Regions from separate parts of the Gossypium hirsutum genome. Here region 1 is linked to region 2. The links are chromatin contacts, called in public Hi-C maps. All regions are on one chromosome and are shown on one strand. Each heading gives the region's core, a stretch centred on a gene start, on an enhancer-like site or on the middle of the called end of the contact. The rest is flanking DNA. Distances are from core to core; before and after follow the strand shown.

Region 1 (7,134 bases), core at 1,740-4,239, 88 kb after region 2:
TGCGACATTGATAATTCTGCACTACGACATAGTGACCAATATCAGTTTATTATGCCTTCTAATGGTCTCCTGCACACTTACAAAGTTCATTAGCTCACCTTAGGCCTCATTCGGCCCCTAAGGTCAATAAAATACTTAATTTGCACATTTCATTAACCTTAAGAAAACATACGAAAACATAATTAAAACCTAATGAAAATGCTTACTTTCAAGCTCCTAAAGTGCAAAAATTAGTTTAAACTATTACACCTAATTACGACAGACAAAAAAACCCTACAAAATAGTTAATTAATCATACCTCCACTCATTAATCCCCTACAAGAAGATTAGTTCCTCATGAATCTAATAAAATATATAAACTTGATAGAAAGAATAAACATGAAGAGTAATTCAAGAGAATAGAGTTTAGAAGAAGCCTGATTTATATTAGAGTTTAATTGTAGAATCCTCACAAAGTTTGATGGTATTTCACAAATCTGATTTCCCTAAAGAAGTTAATAATAGGAACTAAAATAAAACTTAAGCTTAAGAGAATAGAAAAACTAAAGAATAAATCTAAAGAGAAAATTATACAATATGAAAGGGTGTTTATAACAGGTGTTAAATGAGCCTATTTATAGACTTTAGGGGGGCCTTCGTCCTTAACCCTAGGTCAATTTTCATCCTTGTGCTTAACATTTAAATGTGCATACCAAAACGCTCGTAGCTCGTAATTATTTCTTGTACAGAGGCGATGCCGCGACACACCAGGTCCTATGTTCTGACATCCAATCCTTCATGTTGCAACATAGCGACCAGTATCGAGTTAGCACGACTTCTAATGGTATCCTGCATGCTCAAAAAGTATATTAGCTCACCCTTAGGTCTCATTCAGCCCCTAAGGCCAATAAACAACTCAAATTACACACTTTATTGAACTAAACTAAATTTATGAAAATGTATTTAAAAATTAACTAAAATGCTTATGTTCAAGCTCCTAAAGTGCGGAAGGTAGTTTAATCTGCGACATCGAATTACAACATATCAAACTCCCCCATACTTATGTCATTTCTTGTCCTCAAGAAACACAAATAAAAATAGTAAATGAAAAGACGATCCTTGAACAAGTATGGTACTAGTGCTAGCTTTGGAGCCCTTGAATAAGCAATTCATATTCACACATAATCTTGACATGATAATTAGCTGACTTACCACTTTTAATATCAAACACTTAAGTTCAGTATATTAAAAAGCATAAAAGCATTAAGGGTCTCAAGTGTAGGAATCCATCAATAAATTATTCAAGCAATTTGATTATCCTAGCAGAACACAAACAGTTATAAATGCAACTATTCAGTATAATTTCAAATTGTGAATAAGTCTACCTATATCACATAGGGCTTTTCGGGTTGTAATGTTTTGATGCTTAGGGCAGGTATGGATTTCAAGAATAGTAAACATCACATAGTTTCAAGCACGAAAATAGTTTGGCACATCATATTGTCTCATATTTTCCCCCTTAGTGACCCTTTCTTGCTCACCGCCTTATTTCTTCTTCTCTCACCTTCCTTTTATCTCCTTATAGGAAATCTCAGTATCATATATTAACTATGGCTCACTTACGATTTTTTGTGCAATAGTGGCTGAGTTTTTCTGTAACTATGACTTTATCACTTTTTCTTTCTTTTTCACTGTACTTCACTCACAACTGCTTTTACTTTTCACGTATTTTTTCTACTCGTTAAATTTTCTTTTTGATTTCTTTTCTTTTTGCACTTTGAGCTAACTTATAATCACTATTCTCTACTAATATTTCTTATTGCTTTATTTTTAAAAACCACCGTAATGTATCTACTTATCCCTCAATATTTATTGTCAGACGTCTATAATCATGCAATTCAAGACCAAAGAAATAGGTCAGCACAATTATCATTTTAGCTTAGGTTTTGTATATAGGTTTATCAAGAAGGGTTTTCTGGCTCAAAATAGGTACTAAAGATGAATAAATAGGGTTAGTTTTTTTGCTCTGGGTGTATACCAAACAATGACTTAAGTCATCCCTAGGTATCTCAATATTCACAAATTTAGTCAACCAAACAATCATAAATTCGACAATTTATCATTCTAACTAGCATGCTTGTTTCCTTGTATTCTTTATGTCATTTGGTACATTAAATTACTTGATGCTTATTTACAGTGTAATATATAAAACTTAATAGTCTAATAAAAAAATTTTAAATCACCTATCATCATGCAATATTTACCGTAAATACAATCAACCTATGTACATGCTTCTAACCAATCACTTGAATTTCTAAAAGCTCAAGGACACAATTGACAAGAAAAATCAAAGAAATGCATAAAAATTTAAAATAAATTTTCTATGTTACCACCCACACTTTAGATAACACATTGTCCTCAATATATAGCCGTGTAAAAGATAAGGAAATAAGTTACCCAATTCTTCGTGGTAATCCCATTGGTTATTGGTGGGTGGCTCCTCTTATGCTTACAAGCTCAAAACTGTTGTTCTACTTCCAAGTGAGGTTCTTATATATATATATATTTGCAACAGAAAAATAACAATTTACTATTACTCCTACTCCTAACAAATTAAAAATTAAAAAACATCCAACAATTTATACAATCCCAGAAAACTAAAATTTAGTTTCAATGCTCATCAGAATCATTAAAATGAGACGAATGCCTCCTATCTATTGGTGCCTTCCCATATCCCATTCCATATCTTGTGTAAGAGCCCCCACTCGTCGAAGGTGCTTGGGGAGTTAGACTTCTAATGACAGGCCCTTTTGGTGTAGAATATTGCGGCTGGAATGTCGTCTCATAGTCATCATCTTCTATTAGAAGGTCTTCTTCACTCTCATTCTCTTAAGTTACCTCCTCATCTTCACCTTCATGATGTGTCTGTGTTTGGCTAAACATGTCCGGCCAATAATTGAGAGCTTTTAACCCATTTAGTCGGGCAAATTCTTGGAGTACCAGGCCTATTTCCTACATTCACCTGATCATCCCATAAAGTTTTTCGTCTAGGCTCCTGGTTGCTCATCTTCGAGCTTCCGACTTCTCTTTCTACTTAAGTGAAATCGGAACCTCTATATCATCTTTCCTCCTCTAATTCCAGTTCATATTTTGTTTCTTCGACGTATTGCGCATACAATAAATCTCCACTTATGCTTCTTGTTGGATTCATAAATTGTTCATTCTCGTCCACTGGAACTTCTACCCTTTGACACCGTTCTATCACCAAGTGGGGAAAAAATATTCCAGCTTTTTGGCTGTGCGCACAAATCCTAATTTCACGGTAGATCCATCTTCCCACACATATCTACTTCTGTAGCAAAATGCCACGCAATAGAGTAGCTCAGAAAGTATTAATGTTAAAAACATTTAATGCGGATGCAATTCTAGTGCCTATGAACTGCATCGACATTTTTGTTACCGAGAATATTATTGCTTGATTAAAGTTAGTTGGCAAGGTCATATCCTGCCTATAATTCCATCTACTTCTACCCTAGGTTAAGTATTTAACGACGTCCTCCATTTCTATATCCTTAAAGTAATCTAAATTAGTGTTATCAAGGAAGTATTTGCTATAGTAAGGTACATTATAGAACTCACATATCTACCTAGCGGTAATAGACACCTCTTCTCCTGTCACCATTACCGTGTCCCAAATTTATCTTTTTCTTATTTCCTGGTCTCTAAAAGAAGCATAAAATTCTTGTACTATTGAGATTACTACATTTTCCTTGGGGGTTATACAAAATTACTCCAAACAATGGTATTTAACTAGACTCTAAATTTTGTTATACAAAACCATTGAGGGTTCAAACCCTTGCTTTTAAATGAATGGTCTACCTTGTAACACGAGAAATTATTATTCAGTATTTGGGTTTTTGAATTTTGTAGGGTCCGAAACTACCAGAGTTTCTCATACTGAAGCTTTCTTACTTCTTTTAGGTGGCATTTTCTAATATTTAATTTTTAAGCAATCAAAGAAAAATAATCAATAATTAATGGAACAATAAAACGAGTATAGATACACTTAAATCATCCTCCTTGCAACCGTTTCAGCTTCTCCACTAAGTGTTTGATGATGTTTTTCTCAAGTATAGGCTTAGAAATCACATTGGAGGATTAAGAGGTTTAGGGTTTGAATTGAGAATAGGATTTGGAAGGTGAGTAAAAGTGTTTTTGAGTGAAAATTAAGGGTTTTTAAGGTTAAAATTTGGGTAAAGTAAGAATTAAGTCGTAGGGTTGCGCGGATGGGTCAAGTCAACCCTATAGAACTTTACAACGATGTCGCAACATAGGGGTTCCATGAATCGAAGTTGTTGTTAATGTTCCAACATCGCAACAACGGGGTTCGGTGTTGCGACATACTCTAAAATTTTGAAAACCAAAGTAGTATATCTTTCGTGTCGCGACACAAGAAGGTTAAGTCGTGACGTCGAAGTGATTTCTTTGATTCTTTAGTTTTGGATGCGGTGTTGCAACACAAATGTGTTGTGTTGCGAAACTAGCTCTTATTCTTCTAGATATTTCGATTTTCAAAGTTCTCCAAACACATGTTAGATCTGTTGTTGATTTTTCTATAAACTTTTGATTAATCGGTTAATGAAATATATAATATTGTACAATAGGTTAAGATTAGATCAAAAGATTAGGTCTTGCTGGCAGACTCATCTGTCATCTCGGTAAATATGAACTTGGGCATTCCTCATATTTTGTTTCTATTCGTATTGGTCCAGAACCCATCACGCCATTCTATTTTTTTTTGTTTATCTCACTCTCTAAATTTACCCTTTTGACCTGCACTGATCACTAACTATTCTTTCCGCAGACCATAGCAAATAGTCACTTTTAAATTCAAATAGTAATGCAACCACCTTGACCTATTTTATAGTCTTTATTCCACAATAGATTTGACGATTGTTGTTGCATAACATTTTTAAATAATGCATTTAACAGAAATAATGTTATGGAAGGTATCTTGCATGTCTCGATTAGAATGTCATTATGTACCACATAACTTGAGTTCTGGTTCTAAAAATTTTTAACTTTTTCTGCACATTGGGTTATAAGTCTACTAGGTGATTTTTTTAGTAACCAAGTGATCTGTGGTTCCTTCGGCCTTGGTTCCACGCTTGTCAGTAGTTCTGTTTGTTTGATGCCAACCTTGTAAGCATAAGTCCTATCCATAAGTATTTTTCTAACTTTTGTCAATTGTTGAAAAATTCCTGAATCACTGAACTTTTAAGGTGTTTGATTAAATATCAATATCTTGAAAAGATATTCAAATTAAATGTATCCCCCATATTCACATGTTTTCCCTTGCTCTTTTTCACAAGGTTCAAGGACTTCAGGTATTTTTCCGCTAGGTTAACAGTGAATATTATTATCTCTAATCGTCGAGATAGATCCGTAATTTCTGGTACTCGTATGCTGTTCTCATCACTAAAACCTATTATCGTTGGGAAGGTGAATCCAACTCCTGATTGATCCTTTTTTTGGACACCATGTCCTCAACTGGTTTGATAACTTCTTGTGACGTTATTTCTCCTAATCCACTCAGATACTCTTCCATACTCAGGATTAGTCGACTGTTTGAGGGTCCCCTTTCCTCACAAGTGTGTTCAGTTCAGTTCAGTTCTTCGCTTCGTTTGATTTTCCATTTTTCTTGTACTAATGATCCATTGAATTTTTATTGATATTAGTGTCATCTTCATGCAAACAGATTGGATTTCCTCCTTAAAGTTCACTTAGTTCAAGCATCATTAATCGCTAGTTCTTTTGGATCTCCTCATATTCTTCATAGACTCCTTCCTTATAAATGTCATTATCATAATCTAATTTCTCATCCAACCACATATAATCAAATTTATCCATAACTTATACCAAACTAATTCCAGTGGTTATTGTTGCGGGTATCTTGGACAAGAATGTTCACAAGGATTTCTTGCGAATGAGAAAATGTTAGTAATGTTAATAAATAATCAAATAAGCTAAAATCGTATCTATAATCTGAATATTTTCTAATTATTCTATTAATATGCAAAAATTACAATCAATATAGTGACGTTGCCTCCCCAGCAACAACGCAAACAATTTGACCACCTCAGGATATACCAACATCTAGAGAAAAAATCCTGCAGACAAGATATAAAAGACGGTATTCGCAAATATACAGGTCATGTTGTAACATAATTACAATAGTGTAGGTGAGTACTCCAAGGATTGTACCCAAGGGAGGCGAGCACTAAATTAATTCTAATCTAAACATAAAGGGATCTAATTAATACTTTAAATGGATTATATTACGATAAATAAAAAGAAGGTTTTGGTGATCAATACTAATAACAATAATAAAAGAAATCAAAGAAATAAATAAAACATGAGAAATCAAAGAGTAAAATATATCAAATCTGATCGTGGGTGATTATCTCACTTCGATACTCAAAATCAACTATCATGTAAACCCTAAAACTGGGCCTAGACGTTACGGCCCAATCTTTAAAAGCTCAGTGTAAGATCAATACATAATTTTTATATATATAACATGTGTTTCACACATCAAATACACACATCCAATTCCATATATGTAAACCATTTTTACAGGAATATCATATCATCATTAACACACATACATGAATATATCGAGACATGCTCATTAAACAATGCACATTTTGAAGAATTTCTTACCCATCTCTGCTACACACCAATATCGAGTTCCCCAGAACTCGTCCATCCAATAACACACCATTTGTGGACAAGCCACCACAAAAATGTTGATTAACGGCTACATAACACATTGTGGACAAGCCACCATATAATTGCCGATAATGGCCACATTATCGTAGTTAAACTACCACATAACTTCCACCTTTTAGAAAACCCATCCCATGCATGTCATATGACCATTTTCAAATTTAACACATATAATCACTTTTGACATTTCTCATGTAGTGTAACACCCCCTTACTCGAGATCGTTGTCAGAGTCAAGTACGAGGCGTTATCTGACTTAACTTAGTAGTTCGGAACACAAAAATTTGCTTTTAAAATTAATTTCACTATTCCCAAAAAAACTATCCAACTACGCGACTGTCACTAATTTAATTATAACTCGAGTTAC
Region 2 (6,474 bases), core at 2,049-4,548:
AAGCTTTGGAATAAGATTTGAATAAAGTCTTAAGGGATTTCCATGAAAATGAGAGGTATATCTATAAGTCAAGAAGGGTGTTTCTTATAATGATCTGTAAGTATCAAAAGTAAAGGTTATCACATCTTTTAAATTTATTCTGAATCTAAGTCAATGTTGTTTTGAATTATGAGATTATGTTATAGCATGATATGGAGTTCACTTGGATGTTGCTCGCAGTGAATTACCAGTACAGGTATAAGAACTTAAATGAATCAGGGCATATTTGAGTAAGAATCAATAGTATGAAAAACTATGTAAGTATTCGACATATGTATGTGTTCGCCCAAGACAATGAAAGTAAGAAATTAATTGGAAGAAGAACATGAGTTGAGTTATGGATTGATGGAAGTGGTTTCTAAGGGTATTCTCTTACAAAAGTATATTTGGGCTAGAAAACCATGAAATAACGAGAAGGGCCCTCCTGCTAATTAAGTACAAAAGATTAAGTATAACAGGGATGTGATAATTGGCGTGTACATGAAGAATAAGACCTTACGATATCAGCCATAGCAAATTGCAAAGAGTAGAAGTTGAACCATGGAAAGTCCTAAAGTATTACAATACTCCGCCAAGGTACTATCAATGAACTCACTAAATACTTCTGTACTTACGAGGTTATTACTTTTTTTCATGTTTGTTGAGAAGTAGATTTTCCTGGAGGGACAACACCAAAAGTACGCCAAGCTAGTGGCGAATTGGGCTATAATGCATATAAAAGACTGGTGGTGCAACTTTAAAATTTTTTTTAAGTCTATCTTAAATAATTCCCTAACTTGTAGAGATTTGAATCAGATGAGTTGTAATCAAATGTTTATCATGTACTCCATTTCAAATTTTTAAAAATGTTGAGATTTTCTTATGGACTTCAAATAACAATCTTAAAAAAGAAATAATAAACTTTTTTTTACTAAATGTTTTGCACCGCCTAGTAACACTCGAGATCCGAACTCGGTAAATCGGGTCGAGTTGAGGGTGTTACACATAGCCTATTGCTTACTCAAGATTGAGGTAAGCCACACTATGAATGTCAGAAGTAAATTAATCCATAAATGAATCTAGGATTAATTCAACTTGGATTTTGTCCGATGTGTTGTCAATTCGAACAATCACATTTTTGTCTCTATCTTAGAAGAGGAAACCACTCTAATACCCAAGACAAGGTATCTCCCTATTTGGACTTGATAGACAACATAATAGCCTTTTAATCAATTTGCTTAATTTCGATTCATAAGACTGTGGACCTTTTAGATTACCTACTAATTCAAGTTGTCTTCTCACATTACAATCCAACCATTATGCAACTTAGTATTAGTTAAACACTAGGTAATCAATGAGTCAATATTTGCTTATATTTTGCTTTGCATGAAAAAATTGTTGAGGACAAGTACAAATAAGATTAATGTGAATAATGGAATTTTATTTAAATCAATCTATTAAAAAAATTACAAGCATAAATAACGAATAAACTACACTCAAGGTACAAGATCCTAACATACTTTACTCAACATTATCACTCAAGGAGTAATTCTCTTTAAATTGGTCGAATCTCCCACACCTATGGCAAATTGTTGGAAGTTCCTCATATTCAATATATTTCTTAAACCCTATCAACCCCAATAAAGAAGACAATAGGGTTGTTCAAGTCGATCACAAAAACAATCCTCATAAAGCACCCCCAATTACCAAAATTTGTATATTGTAGTCTATTTTAACCACCTTACTAATAACCTTAGCAATTGCCCTCATTAAGCCCATAGTACATATATGGGAGTCTTGGTAAATGAATCTAAGCAACAATTTTCGATAGATGTGACACTTTTGTAGAAAACTCGTGGCTCCATGGCTGAACAATAAGATAATGTCCATAGACCATCCAAGATCCTCCCACCAAGACCTTTTGGTTGGCAAACTTCACAAGGAAATAATTATTATCCAGATTGACAATTTTGAATTCACCAACAACTTCCCAAAGGCTTTTAATTATGTTCTCAAGTGCCCGATACCCAATTGTTCAGCCAAGAAAACGAACAATAAGCATTTGGTGCATACTCTGATCAGTTAGACCATGAACTCTTTTAGAAAAGCAAATATCTAGATAAGGGTCATCCGTTGAGATATGCACATCATCTTCATGTAGAGCTATCTCATTATCATCCAAGAACCCCTTCTGTCTTATTGTCTCCATGTGCATTTGCCATAAACTTCTCCTTAAAGATTGCCTCCTCCATTTCCAAGTCATCACTATTCACAAGTAATGGATCCTTATTCTCTACATTCTTCACAGCTCGCTCTAACTCAGCCCGTGGTAGAGAGATTTCTTTAACTTCTTTACCAACAATAAATGCTTATGGCTTGCATAAAAATTAAAACCAAAACTGATATAAATGAAAATTCGATATTAAACATTTTAGTTGACAATACAAATATAAATACACCTTCAAACAGTTAAAATGTGAAATTAAAAACCCACTGATTACAACTACAAGTTCAGTATGTTCAAGACATCCGCGTTCCACCCGTCAATTATTTATTTCTATGTTTCAGAATTCTAAAAAACTCCAATTAACAATGAAAGCTATAAATTTTAACAAACGTGCTAAAAAAAGTTTATAAACTAAAAAGTAGAAAGACAAAAAAGCCCATCCACCCATTGCGTGGAGAGAAAGTCAATTCCTAACGGTATCTATCCACCGACCGAACACCGACCTACCCTATCTCTTAGCTCTTGCTCGCCTACTCACTCCTTTAAAAACAAAATTATTATAATAAAAAGATGGCAAAACAAACAAAGATAGAATCATTATCATGAAATTGAGTTTAATTATTGATTAATTAAAAAAGGTTGAGAAAACGAAAAAGTAATTTCCTTTTTAAAACCCTTTGAAATTCACTTCACTTGCCCACAAAACGACAATTCCTCCAATCCCTCCATCACCGCCTTCCTAATCACTTAATTGTTTGCGTGATCAAGTTTTTTTTATGTATTCTTTAATTAATGATTAAAGTATACTGTAGTGTGAAATCTTAGCTAAACAAACACCTAAGGACACCGGTTTCATCTCTCTATTTTAATATGAAAGAAATGAGATTAATAAATTCTATTTTGAAAGCATCGCAATAAGAAAACAAAATCATAAACTAATATTTAAACAATAAATTAGGTGTAAAATAAGTTTGAAATCAAAGATAATAAAAGAAGATGGAAGACAATAAAATTCATATTTATATGCCAATGACAACCCCAACATGCCATGCTTTAAAGCATCCAAGTCCACGCCCCGTTTCCCTTTTTCCCCCAGTTATAACAATTACTAAGAATAATAATATTGTGTATGTTGTATTTATAACAAAATTCCCTTACTCCACATAGATTTGTGTCGGTGAATTTGGATCTTCTCTTTTATAGTTTTTTTTCCTTCTCTTTCTCTCTGCCTTTCTTTGTTTGTTCTAACATATAACTTTGTTGTGTCGGAAAAACATTACATTTCAAACACGACACAACCAAACTAACTATGTCATCTCCAACTCTCCATTCTTCTCCTCCCCCTTCATAGTTCCAGCTTTCTTCCCCTGTTCTAATAAAAACCCAAGCCTCCCGACTACACAACCCAGAGTTGAGGAACATAGGATTTCTCCAATAATTTGCAAGGCATGGAGAATGGAACAGGAGTTGTTGCTTCAAGGGAGAGTTCGAGGAAGTCCACGGCGGAGAGGCCTTACAAAGGGATAAGGATGAGGAAGTGGGGGAAATGGGTGGCTGAGATTAGGGAACCCAATAAACGGTCGAGGATTTGGTTAGGGTCTTATTCAACACCTGTTGCGGCGGCTCGAGCTTATGACACGGCGGTTTTTTACCTGCGTGGACCGTCGGCGAGGTTGAACTTTCCTGACCTTTTGGCGGGAGAGAGAGTTGGCAGCGCCGGTGGCGGCTCTCTCGGTGGGGATTTGTCAGCGGCTACTATAAGGAAAAAAGCTATTGAAGTTGGTGCTAGAGTTGATGCTCTTGAGGCAGCTCACCACCACCACCACCATCATAATCATCGTGGTCATAATTATAATCATGGTTATGACGAAGAGTTGAAGCCAAGTACAGGCGGTTTTTTACATCGGGTTGACTTGAACAAGATGCCCGACCCGGAAGATTCAGATGGTGAATGGGAAAGGAAATAGGAAGTTAAAAAAAAATTGATTGAATCATGACCCTCCAACTTTTATGATGTAATTTTTGTTCCGTCTCTTTTGGCGGCTACCCCGAGGGAAAAAAGGAAGGGGAAAAGGGAGGTGGTTGCTAAAATGCACCGGGGGCAATTCCTATCATGCACACTGTAGTGGAGGTAAGTCTAGGTTACGCTGAAAAAATGATGAAACCTTTTGTATTAATTATTAGTCGTAATGAAAAATCTTTTTGGTTTTTCTATTTAGGCAGTTTTTCTTTCATTGGTGGGATTTGACGGTGGTAAAAAATTTGACCACTGGAGAAAAAGAAAAAGGATAATTGTATATTTGGCTCTAACCTCTAATTTCTATACTTCATTTACAGGGTTTTTTTTTATTATTAATTTGGTTGTGCTTATATAGGAAGCCTCTTCACTGTGATTCAGTAAAAAAGATATATAATTACTTTGGTGTCACTCCTGTTCTTCGGGGAGAGTGGAGGGACCAGATGTGCAAGTTGAAGCGACATATAGTCTAAAGATCACTCCCCACCGGAAAAAAAAGCAAATAAAGTGAGGAAATAGATATAATTATTTTTAAAAATAATTTATAGGTTAATTATTTGTTTTATATAATATTATCTTTTTTAAAAATATATATTTTGTGATAGTATTAGATATTAGGAATGGACAAGAAGAGATGAAAAAGGGAAAATGCAGTGGCCTACACATTCGGGCAGTTAGGTGCAAATTGGCCATACTAACCACTAATGCTATAACTAGTAGAGTGATAAGATTTTGAGGTAGGTATTTTTCTGGTTCTCCACTCTGGATGTGGGACACGTGAAGCTAGAATAAAAATAATAATAAAAAGAAAAGAACGATTGCCGTCCTCCTGGAAATGGATGATGATGTTTTGGTCGGTCCAACTTGGCTGTTGCGGAAGGTTTTTTTCCATAATAATCTATTACATTAGTTGTCAAATCTCGCCCCTCCTTGACCTTCCAAAAACACCAATACGATTTTTATGCTTTGACTTGTTTTCTTCTTCGTCCTCCTTAACAACTACTTTCTTCCAATCACCGAAAGAAACTTGTTTGTTTAAGAGTAACTTAAGAATCTTCAATGCCCATTGGCCTCTTTTGATGTAGATATTTGGCCAATTAGCCGTCTATCAAATCTGCGGATTTAAGGGATTGACATGAATTTCTTCTTAATTACTGCGTGTTGACCCTGGTGAAAGAGTTGTATGGCTATAATGTAAATCCCATACTAAATACAGGAGTAAATTTTGAGAAAAAGGTAAAACACAGGACAAAATAAACGTACTGCACGTGTCATCTTCTCTCTCCAATTTGTTTTTCATTTGAGTTAAGCTTTTCCTTAGTTATCGAGCTTTATCTAAGGGCAGCTCTCACAACATCTCTTCTTGTGATGATACCGATCTTCAAATGACAGGAAATGCGCTATGTAATATTTAAGTGACATGTTGAATCCAGTTCTAGTGGTAGGTCGATATGGATTTGGATGAAAATCTTAGCTTTGAAGCTTAATGCTTTCCTATCATACCAAAAGAATGACATATAAAAGGGGAAGCAGTCAAGCTTTAGTGTCAAACCGAAGTGTGCAAAAGTTGGTTGTTTCACGTACGACTAATGGAGCTGCTGTCACTAAATCCCCAACTACCGGTCCGTTGGTTTCATTGAGTATCTTATGTACTTTGTTGAAACTCTGCAAAATTGAGGACCATTGAGTTGGACATACTGAAAAAGTAAACGATAAATACAAATGAGTTTTCGAACCAATTGCAGTAAGCTAAAATAGACACAACAAAGTTAAGCAGCCTGAACCAGCCAAGGGATTCCTAGGGTGGTTTAGTATATACCCCAACTAATGCATGGCAGGTAAATTGTTTTAATAACGTGAGGTGTGACTCGCATTTATCGGATGTTATGCAGGTACTTAACAAAAACAAACGTGTGACATCACGACGAGGAGATATGTGATGTTCGATGACATGACAAGCAAGGACGACATCATGACAAGGGTCGTCGGGACAAGGCGATAATCTTTTGAGGTAGGAGCAGGGGCGATGTCATGACGTCGCGACGATATCTCACCTAATGTAGTCGCGTTTTAGACTCCAAGCAAGACTTTTCCCATTTGGAATTTGATTACTTCAAGACTATTTTAGTTTGATCATATCTCTAATCTGAGTCTATATAAAGGGCTTTTGTAACCTTGATTCAGACAAGCCAATCAACAAGGGCTTTTCTTG

What was found. A called contact is a pair of places that touch in the nucleus more often than the background predicts.
Region 1: a contact with region 2 is called in a Hi-C map of seedling, with 2.2 times the contacts expected there. The contact joins the enhancer-like site here to the promoter of LOC107945403 in region 2. A contact is called at or near these places in 15 of 34 Hi-C or Micro-C datasets (anther, callus, cotyledon and 5 more).

The regions. Positions count from the first base shown.
Region 1 is chrD12:30,604,487-30,611,620 of Gossypium_hirsutum_v2.1, forward strand. No RefSeq gene overlaps it. Among protein-coding and RNA genes, the nearest start is that of LOC121224528, 8.7 kb to the right of the region's middle. Within about 2 kb of position 2,990, at least 2 of the 9 cell types and tissues checked have an H3K27ac peak or open chromatin away from gene starts, as enhancers often do. A contact at or near this core is called in cotyledon and fibers, where this site is marked.
Region 2 is chrD12:30,516,000-30,522,473 of Gossypium_hirsutum_v2.1, forward strand. LOC107945403 (ethylene-responsive transcription factor RAP2-10) reads left to right here and starts at 3,299. Exons shown (of 2, transcript XM_041107905.1): 1 at 3,299-4,376; 2 at 6,155-6,393. The coding sequence starts at 3,694. The coding sequence ends at 4,212.